Linked DNA regions of Zea mays: all the other regions are linked to region 1. A link is a contact called in public Hi-C data. All regions are on one chromosome and are shown on one strand. The core of a region is the stretch at or near the end of the contact, and the rest is flanking DNA. Distances in the headings are between cores, read along the strand shown.

What was found. Hi-C and Micro-C count contacts between places; a contact is called where the count stands out from the background.
Region 2: a Hi-C map of ear shows a contact between it and region 1, with 2.8 times the contacts expected there. The contact joins the enhancer-like site here to the promoter of LOC100283031 in region 1. A contact is called at or near these places in 2 of 25 Hi-C or Micro-C datasets (ear and tassel).
Region 3: a contact with region 1 is called in a Hi-C map of ear, with 3 times the contacts expected there. The contact joins the promoter of LOC542021 here to the promoter of LOC100283031 in region 1. A contact is called at or near these places in 2 of 25 Hi-C or Micro-C datasets (ear and tassel).

Annotation. Positions count from the first base shown.
Region 1 is chr1:17,079,399-17,084,411 of Zm-B73-REFERENCE-NAM-5.0, reverse strand. LOC100283031 reads right to left here and starts at 2,617. Exons shown (of 2, transcript NM_001155933.2): 1 at 2,119-2,617; 2 at 1-729. The coding sequence starts at 2,532.
Region 2 is chr1:17,326,764-17,331,776 of Zm-B73-REFERENCE-NAM-5.0, reverse strand. No RefSeq gene overlaps it. Among protein-coding and RNA genes, the nearest start is that of LOC103631797, 52 kb to the right of the region's middle. Within about 2 kb of position 3,071, at least 19 of the 20 cell types and tissues checked have an H3K27ac peak or open chromatin away from gene starts, as enhancers often do. A contact at or near this core is called in ear and tassel, where this site is marked.
Region 3 is chr1:16,872,631-16,877,643 of Zm-B73-REFERENCE-NAM-5.0, reverse strand. It overlaps LOC542021 (maize 20S proteasome alpha subunit), which reads left to right and starts at 2,420. Exons shown (of 8, transcript NM_001111668.2): 1 at 2,420-2,572; 2 at 2,678-2,772; 3 at 2,926-3,007; 4 at 4,049-4,145; 5 at 4,252-4,310; 6 at 4,433-4,515; 7 at 4,649-4,744; 8 at 5,004-5,013. The coding sequence starts at 2,497.

The sequences.
Region 1 (5,013 bases), core at 1,368-3,867:
GGTGATGTTGGTCTTGAGCGCGTGGCCGCCCACCTCCAGCAGGTCGCGGCTGATGGACAGGCCCTTGATCCGCTGCTCGTCCTCCTCCTGGTACACGGAGCGGAAGGCGCGGTCGTCCGCGCCCTTGTGCGTGCGCACCACGTGCTCCAGCTGGTACTTGGCGCGGTGGAAGTCGCGGCGCCGGTTGGACAGCAGCACCGCCGCGCAGCCGGCCCGGAAGAAGGCGTTCGGGATGAGCATGGAGCGCCGCTTCCCGGGGTACCACGTGAAGGAGACGGCCTCCGTGCTGACCACCACGGCCAGGCCAGCGCCGCTGGCCTGGAGCATGTCGCGGGCCAGGTCGATGGCGATGACGCCCGCGCTGCAGCCCATGCCCCCCAGGTTGTAGCTCAGGATGTTGCCGCGCATCTTGTAGTGGTTGACGATCATGGCGGACAGGGAGGGCGTCGGGTTGAAGAGGCTGCAGTTGACCACCAGCACGCCCACGTCCTTGGGCCGGACGCGGCACTTGTCGAACAGCTCGTCCAGCGCCGCGAACATGGCCGTGGACGCCTCGGCGCGGCCCTCCTTCATGGTGGCGCAGCTGGCGTTGGGCTCGAACACGCAGCGCGGCATGTACGACTCGTCGCCGATGCCGGACTTGGCCAGCAGACGCGACTGGAACGCCAGGCTGTCCTCGTCGAACTTGCCGGACTTGCGCGCCAGGTCGATGAACTCCGCCTTGGACACCTGCGTGCAGTGCACGTGCACACACCAGCATCGCGTCACATCAGAATCGCATGATTACATATAGTACTGCATCATCGTCTGCAGCTGCTGATCCATCCATGCATTCTGTTCCCAACCAAAACACAATCTCTTCTTCCCTGTACGTGTTCCGAGGCTGCGAGAAGCAGCAAGCACAACCACATCATCAGGCTACACCCTTTGGAACACACGGCTCATTGATTGCTGGGCCGATGGACCGAGCGCCCAACCGTTTGTGATGGGTGTGGTGACCTGTGACCTCAACCCAACGGAAACCGTTTTCTATCATATCGTACCGTACCTGCCCCGGCCGGCCCATTCATAGCTGTGGGCCCAGAGGCCCAACGCTCATCTAATGCATGGGATGAGAGCCTGCAAACTTAGCGCTGACTTCTAAAAAGTCTTTCAGGCACATTACATGCTGATAATGACCGATTATGTTGATGGATCGGGAGGTTGGAAGGATTTTAGATTCATCAGAGAGTAGGGTTTTTCGGGCATGTGGATGTGCTCTGTCGGTGTAGTGTTTATATGGATGCCACTGTCTGCAACATTTATGGGCCTTCAAGTGGTGGCAGCTGGCCAATGCTGTGACCATATTAAAGGCCCAGCACGGCCCTGCAATGGTACTCTACCAGTGCAGGTACGGGTATAGAGCGTGTAGATTGTACGTCCACCGATGTGACAGGCCACATCACATGGCTGCTAGCTGTGTATAAATGAGTTCATATACCCATGTTTTAATTCACCCTTCCACTGCTACCCCTTTCTTATTACCCATCTTTGTATGTCCCTGCAACTTTGCCTAGTATTTTATTTGTCATTCTAAATATTTCAATACCTTCTATATCATTAGGATGCAGTTTTTCACCCTTCAAACAGGAGTGTTAGTGATATAGAAAGGATTGCGACATACAATCTTATTTTACTTTTCTATACCAGTTTTGATGGCATGGAAGAACATACATCTATCCCAGGAAGGTAGATCAGATGTGACATGCCTTCCTTGTACATGCATGTACTTGCGTGTGAGCGCCATGACTATCAAATGTGTGGCAAAGTAAGCAGTAGCAGTAGGAGGCTAGGAGCTTATAATTTATACTTCCTTCGTTTCTTTTTAATTGTCGCTGGATAGTTCAATTTTGCACTATCCAGCGACAACTAAAATGAAACGGAGAGAATATATAAACAATCAAAGAAAGTAAGTCAGGCTAAGGAAGAAATTAAATAGGCCTGAAGCATGTTTAGTTATTACTACATCTAGCTAGCAGCATATGACTATATAAATATATTGCACGCAAATCATATGTAGCTAAGCTAGTGATGGACAGGAGTAGTACGCATGCTGTATCTATGCATGCACGCACGCACCTTGAGCTCGTCGGCCGGCTTGTAGCATGCGAAGTCGATGAGGTACACGGGCCTGGGCCTGGACATGATGTAGACGGAGATGGTGAAGGCGAGGACGGCGAGGAAGGCGAGCACGGTGGCGAGGTCGTAGGTGGCCTCCCCCCACACCTTGCGCCACAGCTCGTCGCGGCTGAGGCTGCCCAGCTCGGCGCCGCACACCAGCACGATGACGGGGATGGTGGCCAGGTACACGCCGTGGCTGATGAGGTAGTGGTACCCGAGGCGCACGTACTTGAGGTTCACCGACTGCAGGAAGTCCGGCAGGCGGCGGCGCACGCGCACCGAGAAGGCCGGCGAGCCGGCGTCCGGGCCCGACGGCTCCACGCCGCGGTTCACGATCTCCGTCGACAGCAGCGCCTGCTCCTCCCGCGCCATGATGGCCGAGCGATCGATCGATCTATCGACCGACCGAAGCTAGCTCGCGCGCGCTGCTGCTGCAGCTGGTATGGATCCGGGGCAGTGGTGGTGGTAGTGAGAGGTGAGGGGAGTGGAAAGGGTCCAGCTAGTATTATTGATATATAGCAGTACTGCTAGCAGGAGAAGAGGAGCGTGCAGCTGGGTAGGGGAGGAGATGGCGGGTGGGTGGGCGGCAGTTAATGCCATTAGAGAGCAGGGCAGATGGGCAGGGACGGACTGATCTGATCATCTGATGGAGGGGGGGAAGCGGGAGGCGGGAGCTCCCGCCCGGCTGCTGCTATTGTTGCCACAGTCCCAAACTCCCAATCCCACCCAGGCACCCACGCAGACAGGAAATGACAGCCGCAGCTGCTGCTGGCTGGACCGCTCGTCTTCATGCCTTTGCCTTCCTCCATGCATGTAGAGTATCTTTATTTTATGTGGGACTGACATGTTGTCCCCGATGAACGGCAATAGGTTTTTTTTGCATGTTCGCCGACTGTCTGATCAAGGTACGTACTGATATGCATGTGGCCATGTGGGTTTAGGATTTAATCCGAAACGAATTGTTTTTTATCTATAAATTGCAGTTACATATTCCAACAATTGATTTTAATACGAACCGAGTGATTGCCAGGCACACGCATCCAACCCCAGGCGGACGACTGGCATTGCTGCCTGGGCCGAGCAACGTTTTGCGGCCATCAACTAAAACAAGTCTTAGACTATATACAACAGCTTACACATATATACTTATATTCAAACACCACTCTACGAACTATACAGTCTACAGTACAAAATAATGTAATACAGTGCTTATATGGATAAACTTTGGTTGAGCTGCTGGAGTCGGCCTTAACTGCATGGTCTTCCACTCTTTGTTGTGTGTGAACGTGCAGGGCCGATATCAAGGGGCTGGTGGCTCCAGACCCCATACATCCATAAAACTCTATTTGATAAAGAGGTAGAGGTTAGAAGATAAGGAACGGGGAAAAATAATACAGAGAAATAAGCACCCATTCTATTAGAGAAAAATGACAAGAAAGGAGAAGGGAGAAAAATGAGCCTTCCTACCGGCTTGTGTTGCCTCCATCACTAATGACTAATGTTTTTTTTTGAAATATAGGATTGGTAAAATATAGGAATAGAAAAAATGTAGGACTGTCCTAAAATAAATGCATCTAAGATTACTTAACTCTATTTATTATTTTTCATTTTCTCTATTTTTAAAGTCACAACAAGAATCCAAAAAAAAACCTGCTGGCAACGGTAACTAAGCTGACGAGAGTTATTTAATCTTCGTCGTCTGACATCCTATCTGAATTCCTATTGTCAGTGTAATGATTGTCTCAAAACAACTTTTATACTATAAATTCTAACCTTGTTTTTTTTAAAAAAAAATCTAGAGGTGCATTAATTACTTGTTGGAGAACATACTTGTTGTCATTTTATTGTCTCTTGTTTTTTCAAATACTATACAGTATGAAGACAGTCTCGCCCAACTTTGCATGTTGTATCCCTCTATCCCCAGATCGTATACTATGCTTGGAGATAATCAGAAGCCCCAAACCACAAGTGCACATCCGCGTGGACATAGGATGTATTTAGTTAAACGTACAGGAAGGGATCGAAGTAGTGACCATATTTTCTATGATGTTTAGATGAGAATCGCGCGGGGAGCAAGATAAATACCGAAGCAATTTTTTTTAGCGACGTGATTAAAAAATCGAGTGTCTCCACCTTAGACCTTAAATCAAACACCGCGAGGGGGGTAAATGCCGGTGGAGACGAGACGGTGCTTGCAACAGCGCATCATGCTGCCTCTAGCGCCTGCACCTAACCTCTCGAGGGTGAAATGAATTGGCCCTGTCTGTCTGCTAGTCTCAGCCACAGCTGCTGCCCACCTCATTCATTCCGATTCCCTGTGCCGAGGCGGTAGATACAATACAAGAGAGGAGGCTGATTCTATGGTGGCTCAGCAGCCGGATGATGAGCCAAACTGGTTGGGGGGATTTTATCCTAGCATTGTGTTCGAACCCAAAAATGACCGTGCGGACGGTCCGGCCCGGAGGCCGGACGGTCCGCGGTCCGGACCGTCCGCGGTGGTGGCGCGGACGGTCCGCGCGTGCGCAGAGTCAGTTAGGGTTCCTAGTTTCTCGCGGGATTTGTTACCTAAAACCGCGGGATTAACTCGGAAATCAGTTGGAAGCGGATCCAGACCTCCCCCTTTATATAGATGAAGGGCTACGGCCGATTAAACCCCCAACAATCGAACCAATACAACTTCTATCTCGCATTTATTTTCAGCACAATTAGGAGTAGTTCTAGTCTAGTTCTAGTTTAGCCCTAGTTTAGTATTCCAATCCCCAAATTCTCTGTCTCTCCTCGACTCTACGTCGATTAGAGTAGTCTAGGTCGGCCGGCCCGAGCCTAGACAACTCCTAGGATCTCTCCTCCCCG
Region 2 (5,013 bases), core at 1,822-4,321, 250 kb before region 1:
CTCGTCTACAGGTTGTGAACACATACATGAAGCGCCGAGGTCATTCTATCAACAACTGATACACCCAACCTAGGTGGGGTTGGCCGAGGCCCAACAAATTAGGGTTGCCCGGAGCCCAACAGTTCATTAAGCACACCCAACTCAGGAAAGGCCCAATAATCGCCCCAAAAGTCTAGTCCAATGGGGGAAGGGTGGCTCTCCCTTTTAAAGTGGCTTTCTCCTCCCAAGTTAAGCGAGGTGGGATAATTCTGAGGCTCACACGGTCGCCGTCCGACTACAATTGGGCCAACTGGGCCAATTGCGTCTTTGCCAACGAGTAATAGTGGAGGATGTCCTCATCATTCCCACCTTCTTAAAATGGGCCCTAGCTCTGATACCAGATGATACACCTAGCCCAGGTGGGGTTGGCCGAGGCCCAACAAATTAGGGTTGCCCAGAGCCTAACAGTTCATTAAGCACACCCAACTCAGGGAAAGGCCCAATCGCCCCAAAAGACTAGTCCAATGGGGAAGGGTGGCTGTCCCTTTTAAAGTGGCTTCCTCCTCCCAAGTTAAGCGAGGTGGGATAATTCTGAGGCTCACACGGTCACCGTCCGACTACAATTGGGCCAACTGGGCCAATTGCGTCTTTGCCAACGGGTAATAGTGGAGGATGTCCTCATCAACAACTTTCGACAATATTCGGATGTCTACTTGACTGTAGACCAGTACATGGAGGTAAAAATTTAATTTAGCAGCTCATTCAGATGTGAATGTAATTTTGAGCTAACGCTTTATATGCAGGTAACTCTTCCATGGATGGAACACCAGTCGCAGGCTTACAAGGCTTTGTGTGAGATATGGGCTTCGATCGAGTGGATTGAGAAGTCTAACAGGAATCGACATAGGCAGCGCCATCAGCAGGACGAGGACGATGATGAGGTCATAGTCAACCATACCTATGGGGCTGATGGACACATTCGGTTGACGAAGCAAATGGTGAGTATGTAGTATTCTGTTTTACTCAGAAATGAAACCGAATTATACTCATATATTTGCAGGAGGCTCAAACTGGAGTTGTCCCGAGCCCAATCGATGTTTATAGGAGAGGGCATAGAGCGAAAAACAGTGAAATCTCCGATGAGCTGTGTAGTCAAGCGCCCGTTGAGCGTATGGTTAGTTGTTGTTAGGATTAATGTTTTCTTGCCATATAGCTATAAATTACATGTGTGCTGAACCTTCATATTGTATTGCAGGAGACATATGGGCAAGAGATGGTTAGGAAGTATGGAGAAGACTACGATTGGCGAGGAGCGCCTACCATCGACGCTGAAGTTGTGCATTCTATTGGAGGAAAGGCGCATGGACGGTATTAACTTGTGAATTTTTTCAATAATATTAGAACAATGACCAAATAGCTAATTTTCTTGTTTTCAAGATATTCTATGTTTACCGGTGTGATTGATTCGACGTAGTTGCGTTCTTGTGGCGGCTCTTCGTCGCAGGCGGGCTGTGGTAGTAGCAGCCGTAGTCGGCGCTCTGTATCTAGCATGGAGGATGCTATGAGGGAGCAGCAAGAAAAGTTTCGTGAAGAGCTACGGCAACAACAAATGACATTCCTCCAACAGCAATCAGAGTATATGGCTGCTTACAACGCACAGGCGCAACAAGCAATGAACGTGAGTGTCTTATATTCTCAACACGCTCGATATTGGTTCTATAACTAATATATTATATTTGCAACAGTCTTGGTTTTCACAGCAGACACAACAACAACCATTTGTTTTCCCTCAATTTCAGTCGCCGATGCCTCAGTGGCGATTACATGCTCCGCCACCTCCACCTCCACCTCAGGTGCTTCAATTTAGTTAAGACTTGTCGTTTGTATCAACCTTTCAAAACTTTACTAAACTTAATTTTGTAGGGATCCGGGGTCATGGGCCACAACACGCCACCATCGGTCATACCAGCACCAGGAGGAGCTTATGCAGGGGAGGGAGCTACTCCAGGAGAGGTTAGTTTGAGAAACAATTTATTTGAATAGTGGTCATACATGTAACCAATGTCGTTATTAATGTCTTCTTTTTTCTTTAGAATTCAAACCCGTTACACGACTTCGCCAACGAGTTTTTCGCTTCTGGAGGTAGTGGACATAACTCCAACGACCCAGATATGTGATAGAGTTAGCTTTGTGCCGAATTGTGTATTGTAATGGACTATTTGTGGACTTTATGTTTGTATGGACTATTTGTGGATTTTATATTTGTACGGACTCTAATTTTATGTTGTGGACTATTTGTGAATTATGTATTTAATGTTTTTGTATTGTGGATATTGTATGGACTGTCACTTTATGTTGTGATTATATTGTTGATGAATTTGCTGTTATTTTTTGCATTTTTTTTCAATTTTTTTTGCTTTGAAATTGTTAATTTTCGGTGGCCTCTCTGGCCGCCGAAAATAACAAATACTATTTTCGGTATCTGGTAATTTTCGGCGGTTGTCTGATAACCGCCGAAAATAACCTATTTTCGACGGCTAGACCCTGGCCGCCGAAAATATAACCTTATTTTTGGCTAATTTTTTCTGGCGGCCAGGAACCGCCGAAAATAGCTTATTTTCCTCGGTAAAGGCCTTATTTTCGGCGGTTTCTAGCCGCCGAAAATTATTGTAGTTCTTGTAGTGATATATCCATATGTGGGAAGAGAAAAAGAGCAAGCAGGCTGAGAACAGTCTGGAAGCATCGATATGACGCCACCTTATCGCTCGCGGAAGGCGTGGTCAGTCGATGGGTACGTATTAGTTTGGACAGACTGACAGACCCTGGATTTGGTTGTTTGCTGGACGGAACCGGGAGCTGCGGCCTGCGTGTCGTGATCTTGGGGCCCCGGCGATTAGCCGGATTGGCACGCACCGATCGCCGGAGAGTAATTAATTGCCGAGTTGGTCGCAAAAACATTCTTGCTTTTAGTGAGTATATCTTAACCGTGGCAGTGGCACTACGATGCCGGATGGGAATGCGGCTGACCTGGCGAGGATCAGCTGGGCCAATGGTATGGTTGCATTGCATGTCGTCAACGCACGGCTGGCCCAGCTCGGCCGTGCTGATGGCGATCGAGGCAACTTGACAGGTACTCGTACGACCGTGCCCAGCTTCACCTCGTGCTGAATATTTTAAAGTATGCTCTGCTCCTCTGCTCTTGTTGCGGTTGGGTTATTAGGTAGCAGCATTATAGATTCTGCGATCGGCGGCTAACGTTAGTTAAGCTAACGAATGGGCTGTCGAAGCCATCATGTGGACAGCCGCCGTCGACAACGTACATCTAGAATTAGTATGTATATATATGTATAGCCCGGAGCCCCGGACGATTAATGTAGGTAGGGGCCCTGACCTGTAGTGCTCCTCTTCAGCTAGCTCATGTGGACAACTTTCCTGGCAGTGGCAGGTGGTGTGTGACTGGGAATCAGACGCACATCAGGATCGCAATTACTGCTGCGACAGCTGCGTCTGTGTGTACTGTTACACTGCCGGCTACCAGAGTCACCATCGTCCCCCGATGGGTGCATAGATAAATAAATCTGGACCTCACGTAGACGACGACCGCAATCCAGAACACCACAAGGCGAAGCCAGCCTTTGGGCCCTCCCGGTCCAGCCCGCTAAAAGAAAGTGGCGCTAAAAGAAAGAGGCCCAAGCGAGCCGAGGCAGCTCGTTTTCCAGCAGGTCGCGTGCGTTGACAGGCCCGAGACGAGACCCGTGGGGAACTCGCAAAATGGCCCGCGGGAGGCGGCAGAAGCAGAAGCTGCGGACGGACGGACCGCGTCTCCGGCAGTGGGCCGGCCAAGTCGTCGTAGCCGCAGCACATTTCCTGCTCCGACAAGGGCAACCAAGCTTTGAATTCTACGGACACGACGAGTCCTCTGCAACTGCAATCCGCATCGGTCGACGGCGACGGGCCGGGCGTACGCTGCCGGCAGAACGGAGGCTGCATCCTCGCTGCTTCTCTTCTAGTAACAACGTCGACGGCTTGGGTCTTCCTAAACCTGCAGGCTGCGGCAACATCTGCCGCCGTGCCACGGGGTTTTCAGTTTGTCATCAGGGCATGACAGGCCAAGCCCTAATCATGGTAATAAATTTAGAATTCTCACGGTAATAAAGAACATCCTTTAATTTTGTAGACTCTAATCATGACCATTGTTAATAGCATTGGATCTATTTTGTACTTCTATTTTTTTTAAAAAATATGTACTTATGTCATTAGAAAAAAATACATAAAGCATCACTTACTTTGCATCCAACGCTATATTCTAAAGCACTAAGGGTCTGTTTGGTTGGGCTGTGGCTGTCAAAAAAGTTGCTGTGGGCTGTGAGCTGTGGAAAAAGCTGCTGTAGGCTGTGAGCCATTAAAAAGCTAAAAATCGTTTGGTAGAAACCACTAAAAATCGTTAAAAGTTCTTCGATATATGTTTTCATAGTTCCATCCGAAAAGCCACTAAAAGCAGGTACAGGGGTGCTTTCAGATTTGCACTGTGAGAAAGTCAGCTTTTAGAAAAAGCTGCTTCCTGGATCCAGCCCTTTGGTTGGCTTTTGGCTTTTAGGGGGCAAAAGCCAAAATCTAAAAGTCAAACCAAACACACCCTAAAACTAATAGCTAGCAACTAAAATTAGGCGAGAGGTTTAGAACGGGCCAGCTAATAGACCAACTAATTATCAGTTATACTTATACCTCTCAAATAACTATTAGCTGCCGCTCTAATCCAGCTAAAACCAGCTAATACATTATTAGCTGGCTAATAATTAGCTCTATAGGCTTGGAACATGATCTAAGTATAACCACCCTTTGTCATTGTGAAAGATAAACCAAAAGGTTACAATAAAAGTTGGAACCAAAACTATAGATTCATGATGCCGTGGAAATAGATGATGAGCTTTTATAACGTAAGCTTAGGATTCAATTAAAGCATACCACGTGCTATAAAGAAATAAATATCCTAAAAAAATGTAACCTGAGGTCCTAATAGAGTCTCCGTATTAG
Region 3 (5,013 bases), core at 1,171-3,670, 210 kb after region 1:
GCAAACTAGTTAGTCCAATTAGTTGTGTTGGGCAATTCAACCACCAAAATTATTTAGGAACTAGGTGTAAGCCTAATTCCCTTTCATTCACAACAAGCCAATTAAAAGGACCATAGTTGGGTTCAAAATAGAGAGCTAAATGCATCCCGAAAGGCTCCCTGGTCTGGCGCACCGGACTGTCCGGTGCACCGGGGGACTTCACCCAGAACTCTTCAGCCTCGGGATTTTCCTGGAGCCGACGCGTTATAATTCACCGGACTGTCCGGTGTACACCGGACAGTGTCCGGTGTACACCGGATAGTGTCCGGTGCTCCAAGAGGACGCGGCTCTGTAACTTGGCAGCCTCGGGAAATCTCAGCGGCTGCTCCGCTATAATTCACCGGACATGTCCGGTGTACACCGGACTGTCCGGTGCAACTGCGGGGCAACGGCTACTCCGCGCCAACGGTCGCCTGCAACAGCAATTAATGCGCGCCAGAGCGCGCAGGCATCAGGCACGCCCATACTGGCGCACCGGACACTCTACAGTACATGTCCGGTGCGCCACCGGACATCAAGGCGGGCCCAGAAGTCAGAACTCCAACGGTCGAATTGCAACGGCTTTGGTGACGTGGCTGGCGCACCGGACATGTCCGGTGCGCACCGGACTGTCCGGTGCACCATACGACAGATAGCCTCCACCAACGGTCATGTTTGGTGGTTGGGGCTATAAATACCCCAACCACCCCACCATTCATTGCATCCAAGTTTTCCAGCTTACAACCACTATACAAGAGCTAGCATTCATTGCAAAGCACACCAAAAGAGATCAAATCCTCTCCCAACTCCACACAAAGCCTTAGTGACTAGAGAGAGTGATTTGTGGTGTTCATTTGAGCTCTTGCGCTTGGATCGCTTCTTTTCTTTCGCATTCTTTCTTGTGATCAAACACTCACTTGTAATTGAGGCAAGAGACACCAATTGTGTGGTGGTCCTTGCGGGAAGTTTGATTCCCAAGTGATTTGAGAAGAGAAGCTCACTCGGTCCGAGGGACCGTTTGAGAGAGGGAAGGGTTGAAAGAGACCCGGCCTTTGTGGTCTCCTCAACGGGGAGTAGGTTTGCGAGAACCGAACCTCGGTAAAACAAATCCGCGTGTCACACTCTTTATTTGCTTGCGATTTGTTTTGCACCCTCTCTCGCGGACTCGTTTTTATTTCTAACGCTAACCCGACTTGTAGTTGTGTTTATATTTGTAAATTTCAGTTTCGCCCTATTCACCCCCCTCTAGGCGACTATCACAAATGTTACAAATTCACTGAAATGCATCTCGATGTTGTTGGGATGTTCCTTTAATTAAGACTAAAATGTAACAGTGAGACCTGGTCACTAAAAATTTACGACTAGTCAATAATAGATTTAATTTATTTATATTTTATGCTTATGGATTCCTCAAATATTAAAATAGTGTCAGTTTCATTTATTTTGAATGATGTCATCTTATTGAATTGAAAATATCATACTGGGTGTGGTAATATGACCATGAAGGTGACTATATTCAGTTCATCCTTCATTACGAAACAAACAAGAGATTGTGCAGCTCTAACCCACTTTACCCACTTTAACCCTGTAATCAAACAATAAACTAGGTTCAACATGTTACTAAAATCAAACAAGGAACGAGTCCAACCCAACCCAGAAAAATAGGTCGGCTCCGACCCGACACACGTCGTTTCGAAACCAAACACATTTAAAATGATCAACGTTGACTAATTATAATAGACAATGAAAGCTTCTACTAGCAAATAAACACCAAAATGAGTCTGTAAGATTATAATAATTTTAATCTAGGCACCATAATATAAAGTACGATTTTAAAACTAGCCTCATAATTTTCTCGGATAAAAAATTATATGGATTTTCTATGTTCAATCCAAATTTAGGATTTATAATTACATTATTTTTATGTAAAAATATTTTGATATTTTTTGGGAAAATATTTTTATGTTTTTTTGGATAATTTTGAAAAACTGAATTTTGAACTTAGTCCGAGTTACTCCTTTAATATGGCGTATAGCAATAAAACCATCATAAAAAAATATTCGACGTATAAAAACACTGGTTTTAAAATTTTAGGGAGGTAAAAAATTTGTTTCACTTTTTCACAAATTACTCGACGTACAAAAAGAATTGGTTTTAACAGGTATAAAAGTTACTTTTCATTTTTAAGGGTTTCAATAGTTGAGGAGTTGAGGTGGGTAAATTGACCTTTTTAAAAATCACTGGGCTCGCTGGTGCTCCATCCGTTGCGGCCCAATTCCTACCCAACTGGGCTCCTGGGATAGGAGCCACGGTGTCAACACTGGGTCGGACCTGAACGACTCTTCTTGCGGAATAAGAAGAGGAGTCGCGGCGGCGTGTATAGTCAGTCGTGTGCCCGAGCCGAGGTTCCCCAAACACGCACAGCACACGAACACACACCGCGCCCAGCTCCGAGGTGATCTTCCGGCGGCCGGCGAGATGAGCCGTGGCACAGGCGCGGGCTATGACCGCCACATCACCATCTTCTCCCCGGAGGGACGCCTGTACCAAGTCGGTGAGTACCCCCCAAAACCCTAGCCCTTTCTTTCCTCCTCGCCGCTCCTTAGATCTGGAGGGGGGATTTGTACTCCATCTGACCTGTGCCGTTCCGTGTGCGCAGAGTACGCGTTCAAGGCGGTGAAGTCGGCGGGTGTCACGTCGATCGGCGTCCGCGGCGCGGACTCCGTCTGCGTTGTTACGCAGAAGAAAGTCCCGGTGAGTTGCTTGGAGACGCTCGCCTCCATCGATCGGGGCGGCGCGACTGACCCCGATGCGGGGATGCTGCACTGAAAAAGATTGTAGCTTTCTATGTGTTACTTGTTGGATGGCTGTTTTGTGTGGCCTGACCTTAACGTGTTGTGCGTGCAGGATAAGTTGCTGGATCAGACGAGCGTGACACACCTGTTCCCGATCACCAAGTACGTCGGATTGCTTGCCACTGGCCTTACAGGTAGTGTTATTTTGCTTTGGTGCACATCATTGTTCAGTCAGTAGTGATATTATGGTATGGAGAGCTTGTTTTAGATGCCGTAGGCTATGGAAAGTTGCCCCCTCCTCCTCCAGTTTGATTGTGGGTTCTCGGTATCAATTTTGCGATAGATCAGTGAAATTTTACTAGTGGTATTGATGGAACTAAATATAGGACTAGGAAAACATAGTTGTGATTTATAGTGGAGTTTTGCCTATCGTTGATGTTTGTTCGATTGATTGAATTAAGTTGAATCTCTGGTAACTGATTGTCAAAATCTCAACTATTTGGAGCTTCATTCATTATGAATCATCATACAGGTGAACCTTTAACAAAGGAGTTCAAGGCTTTTCAGTTTCAAACTGATAGTTTGAGATTTTGGACAAGAGTTTGATGTGGTTTCGTAATATTCAGTCATGGGCTAATTGAGGAAAGAACGGATGTTGTGCCACAGTTGTTTATTCTTCCTATAGGAATATGACAAAAAATAGTGTCCTTCTAAATCTCAATTGACCTGTTACTGTGTATTTCCATTTAGGGTGCCGATTAATTCACATTGGGCGCTGGTTACCACCTTGCTGTTTTCACATATTGCACTATTTAGGTCCCGTTTGGCACAGCAAAGCTTCACTAGTGCTTTTTTTTTGGGTGGGGGGGGGGGTAGGGAGGGCTTCACGAGCACAGCTTTCTCGGTGAAGCTAAAGCTGTTTCGGAGACCCGTTTGGCAAAACAGCTTTGCATGTATTTTTAGAACATGATCTCACAGAATCCCAGAGAGCCGACAAGTGTGAGGGGAAGCTGTGAAACGTTAATATTTTCAGCTAATCCCACCTTATTCCCATGTGAGGGCACAGTTTAAGGAGCTTCATGGGTGAAGCTGTTTCCAAAAGACCTGCTTGGCAAAAAAACAGCTCACAACATCTCATGAAACTGTTGGTGAAGCTGTGCCAAATAGACCCTTAGTTACACAATAATACACCTTGATCATTATCAGTAACAGTTATGTTGTTATTGTATTCACAGCTGATGCTAGGTCATTGGTTTCCCAAGCAAGGAACGAAGCAGCTGAGTTTCGTTTCAAATGGGGCTACGAGATGCCAGTTGATGTGTTAGCAAAATGGTATTCAGCCTTTTCTTGTTCAGGCTCCCAATTTGTTAATGGTGCTTTGTGCATATAACTAAGCAGTACCAAGCTATATACATTACTTACCTGATTTATGTTTCAGGATTGCTGACAAAGCTCAAGTTTACACGCAGCATGCATACATGAGACCCCTTGGAGTAGGTTAGTATCATCACACAATAAAGTTTGGCATTCCATTAAGCTTCTGTCATTTTACTGTGATGTAGTGTTGAGTTAGCCTATGGCTTATTGCCACCATGTTCTTCTTCGGTATCATTCTTCAGTTGCTATGGTCTTGGGCTACGATGAAGAGAAAAATGCCCAACTATTCAAGTGCGACCCTGCTGGTCACTTCTTTGGACATAAGGTATATGCCTATTTTGTTCTGCTCCACATGCCACCTCTACCCTTGATGAATTTCTGCTGAATCTCTAGTTTCTTTGTCTCTGCTGAATAATCCTATTTGTTGAGAATTAAATAATTTATGGATATTTTTTCAGGCAACTAGTGCCGGGCTCAAGGAGCAGGAAGCAATAAATTTTCTGGAGAAGAAAATGAAGGATGACCCGAAATTCACCTATGACGAAACTGTGCAGGTAATGGTGCATGTCTTTTGCTTCAACCAGGCACAAGGCTCGACTTGTTTACAATGTTACACCGCTGCACCAGGCTAGTAAGCGAAAAATATGTTGTCAATATGGTTAGTTGTTCATTGGCTTTGTTGCATATTAAGCTGTTAATGCAGCTAAGTAATGTAACTGTGCCATAGTTTCTGCAGCTACATTCACTTCTCTATTCGCAAAAACACATAGAAGTCGTGGTATTACTTACTAACTTCTGCCCAATGTTTTCAAGATTGCAATAT